Linked DNA regions of Gossypium hirsutum: region 2 is linked to region 1. Evidence: chromatin contacts called from public Hi-C data. All regions are on one chromosome and are shown on one strand. Each heading gives the region's core, a stretch centred on a gene start, on an enhancer-like site or on the middle of the called end of the contact. The rest is flanking DNA. Distances are from core to core; before and after follow the strand shown. Region 1 holds the start of LOC107899435 (LOB domain-containing protein 38). Region 2 holds the start of LOC107899984.

Region 1 (6,041 bases), core at 2,024-4,523:
TAATGGTTCAAGTTTATTATACTAAAGTATCTTATTTTTTATTATTTTACTTTGAAAAAGTTCTCAAATATATATGGTTTCAAAATTATGTGCTCTAACATGGAATTAATCATAATGTAACAAGATTTTAATTTAACATGTTTAATTTTTTTTAGTTTAACTCAAACAATTTCACTCAGTTTGGTTCGACTCTACTCTACTCGACTCAAATTTCATTTCACTCGACTTGATTTGAAAAAAATTTTAAATTGAGTTAGGAAGATAAAATAAGACTTTTCAACTAGACTAACTAAAAAAAAATTTACTCTATTCGATCGAACGTTCACCCCTAATGCCAACTATATCTGACTCTACTCGAACAGCTAATAGGGTAACCAAATTTTTTATTTTATTATATAGATCAATTCACTTTCAACCATTCCTGATTTATCATCAATTCATCATATTATATAGCATATTCCAACACAAATTCACACCAATTATCATATATCAATTAATTCATGAAATTTTCATTCTATTCAATTTAGTCCTTATCTCAATATTCAATCTCAACCATAACAATTCAATTTAAATAATCACTGACAACTCACCTCAATACCATATAATGTAAAATGTCATGAATATAGAATAACTAAATTGATCACGAACCATAAAAATACAAACCAAATTTTCGAGTCACTCATTAACAACTTTCGTTTTTCTTTTTCTTTTCGAAGGTTTTGCATCGATGTTGGCTACGTATAATCACAAAACATATAACACATCAATTTTAATTCAATTCACAATCAAATAGAATATCAAGCATATTTTACAATTTATTCAATTTAATCCTTAAACCTAGGACAAGCATAACTTTCGATCTAAAGCTTTAAATTAAAATCCAATTTCACATATACTCATTAGGAACCTCCTAATTTCTATTATTACTAAAATTTCATAATATTTTTTCATTTTATTCAATTTGGTTCCTACGAAACTAACAATTAGATTTTACAATTTAGTCCTTTTCATTAACTAAACTTAATTTCTATCAATTTCACACTTAATTAATCCAATTCTCAACAATGGAAACTTATAAAAACTTCAAAAATTGAAAAAATTGATATATGAGCTAGCTAAATCAAGCTCTCATGATTTAGTTTCCATAAAAATTCAAGAAAAATGGCTAGTGACTTACTTAAATATAGTGGTCGAATGTTCAAACTAAGTTAAAGTTTTCTTCTTCTTTTTTTCTTTCTAATGGTTTCGATGGCTTAAGGGAGGAAGATGACAACTTCCCAGTAAGTGTTTTCTTTATATACTAATATTAATCCTTAGTTAATCTTAATTTATTCTTTAATTAAACTATTTTTAATTAATAACTTAACCTTAAACAGTTTATCATTACCATCCACTGGCTATATGAAAACAATGGTTTAATAGCCATTTTAGTCCATAGGATAATTACTATCTAGGTCCCTAAGTCATTCCTAATTAAAAATCTATAGCGATTGGAATTTTACAATTTAGTCCATGGACCTTAATTAACCACAATTTCATCTAAATTTTTTAATCGAATTTCAATTCATCTATATAGTAACTCCATAAATATCTCTATTTAATATTTACTAACTTGAGTTATAGAAAACAAGGTCTCAAAATCACAATTTTCGACACCATTGGAAACCAGGTCATTACAAATGCAATCAAGGAAGAAACCTAACCTTCTTCATTTGAGGTGTTCCCAAAACCAGAATATCATGATGATAATATTGGTGAATTTACTGAATTTGAGTACCAAGCCCAAGAAAAGGTTAATATGAATCCGAATGTGCTAATAATCTGAGCTGCAAGGTGAACCTGATAGTTTTTATCTACTGAGCTATTATCTATCTACATATGAGTAGCCAAGCTATTATTGGACACTCAAACTTAACACACATGGGCAAAAATTTCTTGAATATGCTCACAAATTGCTCAATTTGAATTAATGTTCGATTGAAGACAATAGTGAGTTTGCAGTCACCAACTTATTCCGTCAAAAAATTTTGTGAAACTCAACAATGATGTAAAAAAAGTTTTGGTTGTGTGAAAAAATCAATGAAGGGAAAGGCTATTTATAGGCATGGTAAAAAAATTATATAGAACTCGACATCTATGTGTTTCGATGTCCATTGAATGAATTTACTAAGATTAGGTTAACCCCAAATGATGAAATTTAAAATATAGAAGAACTCAACACCCATTATGTTCTTGTGAATACATTTATTAGAGTTATGTTTTCCAAACTGATAAAATTTTAATTAAAGTAGACTTGAACACTACTTTTTAAGGTTAAAATCCTTAAAAGTCAAAAATTAAATGCAAACAAATTATATATAACTCGACATTCATGAGTGTTAAGGTCTTCTTTTATTAAATACAATTAAAAAGCTAATAGTCATCACTAAATGAAAATACCCTGGTGTTTATTTTGCAATCAACTCGACACTTGTAGGTGTCAAGATCTTTGAATATACACTAGATGCACTTTTTGTACTTTCCGAGAATCTTGGGCTTGGAAATAAAATCAACTGCTTTACTCTTAAAGAAACCTGACACTCGTGAATATTAAACTACTATTCTAAAAAACAACCTTAAAAATATCTATTTTAGTAACTAATTTTTTTCACTATATTCAAATAAAAAACAAATTAACTTGAGGTAATGATAAATATATATATTGTAATTCATGGAGAGGGATTCACTTTAGGCTTATTCATGGGTCGGGCCACCTGGCCCGGCTTGAAGGTCCACTCGAAATGTGGGAGGGTTTGAGAAAAAATTAGATTCGAAAAATAGGCTTAGATAAAAAAATAAGGTCTGTTTAAAAAACTTTAATTTGTTCAATAAATATTAATATATACACTTTTTAGATCGATATGATAAATATATCAGATCGATTTGAAAATGTATATGCATGAAAAGTATTATTATATCAAAAAATTCAGAAGTTAAATAATTAAATCATTAATTATACAAAAATATATAGAAGAGTACAAAATCATTTTTAACTTTAAAGTTTAAGAACCAATTTAAAATGAGAATTACAGTAAATTATTAATTATATAAAAATATATAGAAGAGTACAAAACCATTTTTAACTTTAAAGTTTAAAAATCAATTTAAAATGAAAATTACAGTAATTAACTTTAAAATTTTTATAAATATTAATAATTTGGACTGAAATATAAAGTTAATAATTGTAATAAATTTGACCAGTTAATTATTTTTTAAAAAAATAAATATAAGAAAACTTAAAACTGGGAAGTAGGGGAATCTTATGTAAAAGGGAAAAGAAATTTTCCAACGGTGGAGCGACAAGCATTCGCGGAAACACGGGGCCGCTCATGCCCAGGACTTTGGAATCTATAACCTCTTCACTTCCCCTCATCCCAAGGCACTGTTCCCACACTAAACCCACTACTCCCCGCTAACCCAACCCCCTAACTCAACTCAACTCCTGGGTTTAGTCTCCCTTCCCCCCTCCCCGCCTCTTTAAAACCCTCCTTCCTCTCTCATTTCTCACCCTTATTCTCTCTCTCTTCCATTTCTCCATTGTTAACACCAGCCAGCCACCCTGCCTGCGCAACCAAGTTTCAGAGAGTACATTGGTTTTCATGCTAAGCCAGGAAAAGTGTAGTACTACATAGTTGTTGAGTTGAGTCTTGAATCTTGAGTCCGATCATGAGTTGCAACGGCTGCCGAGTCTTACGGAAAGGCTGCAGTGAGTCTTGTATATTACGTCCTTGTTTGCAATGGATTGAGAGCCCTGAAGCTCAAGGCTACGCCACTGTTTTCGTTGCCAAGTTTTTCGGCCGTGCTGGTCTCATGTCCTTTATTTCCGCCGTTCCTGAATCTCAACGCCCTGGTATGCCCATGCCCTCTATCTTTTCTCTCTTTTTGTTCTTCTCTTATTGTTTCTCATACCAAATTCTGACTCCAATTGCTTCTTAATCTTTGGATCAGCTTTATTCCAGTCGCTGTTGCTCGAAGCTTGTGGGAGAACAGTGAACCCTGTGAACGGAGCCGTGGGGCTTTTGTGGACCGGAAACTGGCACGTTTGCCAAGCGGCGGTGGAAACCGTCCTGCGAGGAGGATCTCTACGTTCCATGCCTGAACTCATGTCTCCGACGCCAGCATCCGACAAAACGTCCGAAGCCACGTGCACGGACATGTGGAAATTGCGAGAGACATCCACGAATCTCAACTCCAACTGTCGATTCTCAAATTCGAGATCCAGGGTTTCACCCAAGCGTAAAAGAGTCGAAGAAGAATTCAAGAAACTACAGCCCTCTGATCTAGATCTTGGCTTGACCCCGAGCTTTACAGGCAAGCGAGCTACCGATAATCGACGACCAGGGACTCCGTCTATGAACTCGGAGGAATCTGTGACGACGACGTGCTTCGAAAGTGTTTTTGCAGATCAACAAGGGCAAGGCAGCAGAGGAACTGATAAAAAATTACTCAAGTTGTTTGTTTGAAGAGGAGGGTTTTTTTTTTTTTGGAATGATCTAGTTTCGATGTAATATTCTTCATTTCTACCGCTACCACCACCGCAACCGGGGTTTAGATTATTTTTGGATACTTCTGGGGAGGTGTTTCCCCGGAAATGAATTTTCCGGCGAGTTTGTGTATTATCGGCACATGGGATTTCTCTCTTTTTTTACTTTTTATCGGATTATTTTTTGGTGTTAAAAGCTGTGAAATTAGAGAGAAAAATGAGAATCTGTCGGTGATCCTTTAAAATCAATTTTCTTTGGCTACTATGTAACCCTTCTCTTTTCATGATCTTTGTGTTTAAGTCATGATTGTATGCATGGCACGAATAAATCAGACTTATATTTTTCCCAGTTTATGATCTTAGATGAGAGATCAAAGCTTTAGTTGTTTTGTTTTTTAAGAATTTCTGATTGGTCAGGAAATTATCAAGTATACCCCACTATTTATTTCTAATCTAAATCATCACCCACTCTTTAATTAAAATCAAGACTTCAACATATGTTTTCATTCTTAATGGCCATATATATGTGATTCACAAATTTTAATAATAAATTATGATGCTCATATTAAATTCGATCTCTGTAGGAAGTGTTAATATATATATTTGGGTTGAAGGTTTGAATTTAATTTCTTGTATCATTGCATTCAAGTCCATATATTTATTAATGTTATAGGCAGCCCAGTGATGGCCGACAAATTACAAGTTGAGGGTCGAAATATATTTCATCATCAGTGAAGTCAGCACATGTAACTTCCAAGCCAATCTAGGGAGTTGGTTTCAAGCATCGACCCATCCATCCATCTCCTCTCCTCTTAAAAAGTAAGAAGATAAAATTGATATTGTAAGGCAAAATACGTGGCAATGAGTGTATGCCTCCATTTTCATTGGAGGAAAAGATTAAAGCAGGCAAACAATGTTTCGGCATAACCAACAAAACTAGGGTCTTTGGTCTGGCTGCTGTTGTTGTGTACATAAACTGTGAATTCATCCCCCTCTCTCCCATATAAATATATAAATCCAAAATTTTCTTCAAAGCTCACTCATTGCATTCCAAAACTGGCTGGCTCTACGGGAACTCACTATTATTATTATAAATATAAATCCATGGTGATGGTTATCCACAACAAATTCACATTTGCATAAAAGGAAAAGAAAAAAGGCGCAGAGTGTGGCGATAGGGAAATGAATGAGTTTAGGGAAGGGCAATAGAGAAAACAGATGGGATGGGGCCTTTGGGACCTTTCGGCGGCTTTTGGAGAGTGCAAAGAGACGTAGATGGTGAAACTCATACTTCGAAAGAATCAGGGAATTATGGTTTACATTTTATTTATTTATTTGAGGAGGGTGAGACAAGGGGACGGTGTAGAATGGGACCTACAAAACTTCGCAATTTCTACGTCTCATTTACCCAATCAGATGTCAATGGTACGGTTCATGTCAGCCTTCCTTTTGGCCTTCGACTTGCATTCTCTCGTATTCAATGTAAATAAATCAAAAATCATCCTTCATATCCATTATT
Region 2 (6,697 bases), core at 1,589-4,088, 460 kb after region 1:
TAAAAGTAATAGAGCCTAGCTCATCGTGGCTTGACATCACGTGCTAAAGGACGAATGCTGAACAAAACTCGAGGATAAGCTCTGAGTAGGTGGGCTCAACGATAGAGAAAAATCAGTCCCATGGAGCTATAGCTATCAGTGCGCGGACTCTATCAGCTAACAGAATCTACTCCAAGGTCACCCAATTAATACAATGGCCTAATCCTAGTGGCCACTATCGAAGATGCTAATATAGGTCCTCCTGAGGACCCTGTGAAAATCGTAAACATAGATGGCATGCATCGACGGAAGCCCCCGAAGACGAGGTCGTACCCGGAGTCTTCCACTTTTTTGAAGTAGGGATGACGACCTTAGATTTGCCGCGTGTGTTCGTTATGGTGTGCCTAAAAAAAGTAAAATAGTCTAATATCAAAAAAGTAATAAAATAAGTATCGCCAATTAAACAAACAGAGAGATTGATGAATCAATGTGCAAATTAAAATACGTTACTAACAATCCTCTCATGACGAATATCAAAATCCAAGCTACCTAAATAGAAAATCTACTCCTAAAATAATATGTACTAATACTTAACCATGCAAAAACTAGTTACTAAATTTCTTGAGTAGGCATACCAACACACGAAGAATAACACAAGCACAGAATGAAAATAAATCAAGAGAAACTAAAGCTAAAACTAATAATAATAATAATAATAATAATAATAATAATAACAGTAAAAGAAATAAGACTAAACATAATAACAGAAAAAACTAAAGAAAATAAATAATAATAAAAATAATAAAATTAAAAATTAAAAAATTGATTAAACAAATCTTACTAGAACTAAAACTAAAAATAAGAACAATAAAAATGATAATGAAAATAACACAAAAAATGTAGGAATAGTAAAACAAATAAATATAATAACAATAAATAATAATAATAATAATAAAAGGAAAAAGAATAGACAGTGAGGAACCGATGGGTGATGGTGGCAAACGGCAGTGGTGGTCGATGGGGTAGTGCGCTGTTGTGGTCGAAGGTGGGCCGACGAGAGGGTGTTTGTGCGGTGGTTAGGGACGGTGACGACTGAGTTTTGAGTTGGTGGAGTGATGAGGAGGGACGGGGGAAAGGGGAGATCGTGCATGGAAGAAAAGGAAAAGGGGGAAGGCAAGTGGTGGATAGTGGAGAGGGAAGGGTGCGATGGGAGGGAGGGGAGGGGGGTTTTGGTTAGGGGTGGTTGGGGAAGGGAAAAAGGAAAATGAAGGGAAAGGGGAAAGGGGGGAATCGTGAAGGAGAAGGAAGGAGAAAGGAGCGGTTAGGATGAGAAGGGAAGGGCTTGGGCGACGGTGGGAGGTGTGAATGGGAGTGAGAGAAAAAGGGGGCAAGGACGACTGTGGCCATAATGGGGGGTCAAATGGGGTAAAGGTAGTGTGGTCGTTAAGGGAAAGAAGTGAAGAAGGAAGAAGACAAAATAAAAAGAAAATGAAAAATTAGGGTTTTAAAGGGACACGATCATGTTTAGGCCCCTATTGGGCTACACAGTTGTGTCACATGCTCATGTGCCACTCCCTCAGGTCGTGTGTGATTTAAAACTCAAAGCCTAGTGGTCACACAGCCTCAAACATGGCCGTGTGTCACACACAACCGCGTGTCAGGCCGTGTGTGATTTTCTTTTGCTTCTCTCATGCCCGTGTGCGAGGCCGTGTAGGGCACACAATCTCACACACGCCTGTGTGACAGGTCGTGTCTCGCACATGGCCATGTCTATGACCTGTGTAACTATCTGGCTTGCAATTAAATTTGAAAAATTAACTCCAGTGTTCACACGCCCGTATCGCCAGGCCCGTGTGGATCATCTTAAGTCGTGTAACCATCAAAATTGGATTCAAATCCTAACTCTGTATTTGACTCTATATAAGCCCAAGACATGTAGTTAGGGGCCTTAAGTATCTATTGTACATGATTATGATTATGAATTGAAAATGTTTTGATATTTTCATAATTGTATTTTTTTCATATTTTTAATTGTTTATATATTTTCATAATTGTATAATTGTATAATTGAAAATGTTCTTATATTGACATTATTTTCATCGTTTATAATTCTATTGTATGTCTTTTTTTTCATATTTTTAATTATTTAATAACTCACATTAATTGTTTATATATTTTCGAGTATCTTAACTATTATATTATCGTGAAATATAAGAACATTCTTTTTAGAGAATAATGTTTATGAGCCTTTATTGGTAGGTGTACGTGAAACTTATGCCCTTATTGTTCATGTTAGTAATTTTATACCTATGATAATTTTATCTAGTTTTCAGGAATACTAGGTGAACAGCACTAAATTCTATCATGATTATGTTCGAAGAGTGAACTAAGTTGGGTCGGGTTTACCTAAGATTAAAAAAATCAAACTTAAGCATGGCCAAAAATTAGTTGAGCAACATTTCTAAATTAAAATATATCTCGATTGTAATTAGAATAGATTTGAACATGATTCATACGTGATGAAAATTAAAACATAATAAAATTTGAAGTAAAAATTTACCCATAATAAAATTCCAAATTTCCAAAACATATACCTTACCATTAAGTCAAAGTATTATTAATAAAAATATTTTTTTTAACTCCAAAATAAAATTAAAAATAACTCTCTTTTTTTTGTATTTTTTTTACTTAACTGTCTAAAAATTACATCAAATAAATTTTCTTAAATTCCTTATATTTAATAGCTTGTTTCTTATTAGATATTGTATTGATTAATAAATCCCTTTTTTCTTTTAGTTAAAATATTTTTCGTCAAAATTGGATTTATTGAAAATAGTTGGAGCTTTGACCTTTGTTGATAGATATTTTCTTTTTCCTCCCGGAAACTGCATTATATTCGGAAGGCTTAATTCTAAATTACGCAAAAACTGAGACGCTGATTGGACAATCCAACATTCGACCCAAAGCTCACCAGCTTAGCACTTAGCATAGTTTACACCCGTTTTCAAAACGCACATGTTTCTTTGACCATGATCACTTCAATAGAAGCTTTCAAAGCTTATTGCCCTAATCTCTTTGCTCTCTACTTTCACAAGCTTCTGATTGATTAATAATGCTTTTCTTTTTTGCTGCAAATTCAGTTCAACTTCTTTGAATTTAGTTATATAGTTCCTTAATTCAGGTGGGTTTTGCTTTGTTTCTATTTTACATTTTCTTTTTCCGTTGCTTACCATTACTGCTTTACTGTTTCTTTGTTTGAGACTGGTAGTTTCAAATTTTGTAGATTTATCTTTCTGGGTTTCTCTTTGATTTGTGGTTTTTGAATGATTTATTAGTTAAATGAAGTTACTTATTCTTAATGCAGTTTTTCATATGGGTTTTGTTTGTTTTGTTTGAATTTTAGTATTTTTTGGTCCCGTCTTGCTATCTTAGAGAATGGCATGGGGTTTTGGTGGTGACTTTGATTGATAATTAAGTAGGATTTTCATTTGGAAGTTGATTTTTTTTTTTGGCTGAAATTTTAGATTTTGGATGACAGTGATGAACTTGGAAACTGAAATGCCGGGTCGACGGCATTTTTCTCTAGTAGATACTTTAGAGCTGAAATCTCAGATTGAACGGAAGATTGGGCCTATAAAAACTGAGAAGTACTTTAATCTGCTCACTAGATTTTTGAGTCTTAAGATTGGGAAACCCGAGTTTGATAGGCTCTGCATTGGTATAATTGGGAGAGAAAATGTTCGTCTTCATAATCATCTCCTCAGATCGATTATTAGAAATGCTTCTCTTTCGAAGAATCATCCATCAACAGGGAACAAATTGGAAAGTGCTTTAAGTGTTAAAGCGGCGAATGGGTATCAAAGAAGTAATCTTAAGTCAATGTGCAAAGACTTTCCTCAATCCCCTCGTAAGGGAAGGACTACAAATCTCCGTGATCACAACCATCCAAGTCCTTTAGGGCCTCATGGGAAGAGCCGTGGTACTGTTTGTGAAGATGCAGTTCCAAGAGTTCAAGAACAGCAAAGTGCTACCGAGTTGCTTTCTTTGGGTAGCAGACCACCTATGTCCTTGGAAGAAGGAGAGGAAGTTGATCAAGTTGCAGGAAGCCCAAGCATTCGCAGTAGGAGTCCTGTTAGAGCTCCGCTTGGCATATCTTTGGATGCTAAAGGAATGCGAAAAGTGGCATGGAACGGATTAGCATCCACTTCTGAGACATGTCATTGCAAAGGTGAACTACCTGACACCGGTTCTTTGAGAAAAAGGTTGGAAAAGAAGTTAGAGATGGAGGGATTAAACATGTCAGTAGATTGTCCCAATTTGTTGAACAGTAGCCTTGATGTTTTCATGAAGAGATTGATAAAACCCTGTTTGGAATTGGCTGGTTCAAGGTCCAGACAGAAACTTATTGACCAAGGTCACAATTGGTCCACAGTCTCTTTGAACGGGATTTGGCCTTTGAGATATGCTCAAAAACAGAATGGGTCCATTTCTGTATCAATGTTAGACTTTCGAGTTGCAATGGAAATAAACTCCCCTCTCCTTGGGGTGGATTGGCCAACAAAACTTGAGAAGGTGTGCCTGCATGCTTCAGAAGAGTGAGCCGGAACTCACTATCCATTGGTTCGAGTTGAACCAGGTTCCGGTGCTAGAGCAATTTTGAGTTATTTCAGTTACGAAGTATGCTCTAACATTGATCTTGATTATTCCATTTTTTAGAACGGATGAAGTAAATAAGTATAAAGGCCAAAGGGGGTTTTGGATCAAGCCAATTAGGTTGTATACAGGTCATGGCTCTGATTTATCCTCGAGGTTTGACAGCTTAACATGGAGAAATCCAATTATATTGACACTTTGTAAGAATCTACCCGTTAGAAATAGGTTAGCAATTATCTCCACCTGTTACCTATAGTTGCTGTAGTTAACTGAAGACATATTTTCGTAATAATAAAGCATATATTTTAGCTTTCAGCTTGATCTTGTTGAATTTGTCATATGACCTTTCATTATCTACTATTTCCTTCCCTCTGATGTGGTTTGTCATTGTTTTACATTGATATATGCATCTATGCGGTAGTTAATTGCCCTGCCAGCATAAATGAACTTATATCCAGAGCAGTGCATTTGAATGCTGAAAATCATTCGTTGTGCGAAGCTCTGTATATCCTTACATGAGATGGATGTTTTTCACTTTTTGTATTTCTTTCTCATTACGCCTTTACCTGTGGACTTTTTGAATCATATCATTGCAAAAGTCGTCATTCGTACTTTTATGAGATCAGTCTGCTCTCCTTTTTATGGCATGCCAGTGCAGAACTCGAGCCTTTCGTGTTTTCTGCATTTCTAGTTGGATATTGTTTGGGCATATAGCGCAAATAATAGAGAACATGGTTTTATAGAAGCCATTTGCTCGTGTAGGAGGAACAAAAAGCGGTTAAGGAGGTGAAACATTGTCTTGATGACCAACCCCAAGGCTGATATCTCAATCGAGGTGGTCCAGTGGTACTTGCTCCTGTCATGCACTTCTTATGTTTCCCTCATTGTATGCAGGATCGGATCTAGAGAAATACCGAACCGAATATTGCCTATTACCGATGCTTAAAAGTGAGCTAAATAAACGGCTAAACTTAACTAACACTTGCAGTGAGTGGGAAGATCATTTTATGGATTGAAACTTATGCAAATTCTGATTTGATGAGCTGAGCTTAGCATTGATGCCTGTTTATAAAAGCAAAGCATAGTTGAACTCTTCTTGTTGTAGGTGTCTTGTAATTTTCCCTCCTTGACTTACAAGATTAAGACATCAATTTTCCATAGGCTTAAAATGATGGGGACCTACATACAATCGAATCTAAAAATCCAGAAAGAAGACAAGGCAAAATGTTAAAATAAAGACACAAAGAGACACGATGAGTTTGTGTGGCTAAGCTCAACATGACAGCAAGTAGTGGCTGGATCGGACAATGTATCCAAAATCATAACATCAGCCAGCCCCCATTATCTAAATACAAAAATTAAAAAGAGAGAGATCTGACTCCTAACCCTAAGCTGTTGTCTAAGCCACATCATGCTGTTTCCCCTAATTGGTTCGATTCTTCAATGTTTCGTGTCCCTTTTCAGTATCCCATTCGTCTTGCACACATAATTTTATTTTGTTTTATTTCTTTTTCTTGAATTCAGCAATATTTTAAAGACTTGTTTGAAATTTTTTGGTTGTTGAGGCTGAAAACAACAAAAGCTTTTCTCTTTTTCATCATTATTATTACTACTTACATAGACTTCTTTAAAATAACTATTTCAATAATATATTATTATTTTAAAATAAATGTCAGATTTAGTTCTTGTATTCTAATTTTATTAATGTTTATCATTCTATTTTTCAAATTTTAAAATTTAAGTATTGACTTAAATAATAGCAGTTAAATGTATTGGGTTAATTTTTGTTGTTAGTATCATACTATGTATAACTTGTGATTTTGCTTATATTTAACTCTATATACTTTTTCAAAATTTGAAAATTTAATCTTAAACAATATTTGTTAAATGTATTATTTAAAATAACATTATTTTTCTATTAGTATTATGTAAAAATAAAAAGTTGACATAATTGTACATGTACAATGATATCGCATAAAATTTTGAAAATAATAAATTATAAAAAATAAAAATAAAAAAGGAAAAGTCAAAATGATAAATGTTGTTAATCCTAATTGTTGGTCTC

Evidence for each region. A called contact is a pair of places that touch in the nucleus more often than the background predicts.
Region 2: a contact with region 1 is called in a Hi-C map of leaf, with 3 times the contacts expected there. The contact joins the promoter of LOC107899984 here to the promoter of LOC107899435 in region 1. A contact is called at or near these places in 10 of 34 Hi-C or Micro-C datasets (anther, callus, hypocotyl and 2 more).

Annotation. Positions count from the first base shown.
Region 1 is chrA11:63,833,674-63,839,714 of Gossypium_hirsutum_v2.1, forward strand. It overlaps LOC107899435 (LOB domain-containing protein 38), which reads left to right and starts at 3,274. Exons shown (of 2, transcript XM_016825154.2): 1 at 3,274-3,889; 2 at 3,988-4,871. The coding sequence starts at 3,706. The coding sequence ends at 4,502.
Region 2 is chrA11:64,296,158-64,302,854 of Gossypium_hirsutum_v2.1, forward strand. It overlaps LOC107899984, which reads left to right and starts at 2,839. Exons shown (of 2, transcript XM_016825719.2): 1 at 2,839-3,160; 2 at 3,504-4,947. The coding sequence starts at 3,511. The coding sequence ends at 4,578.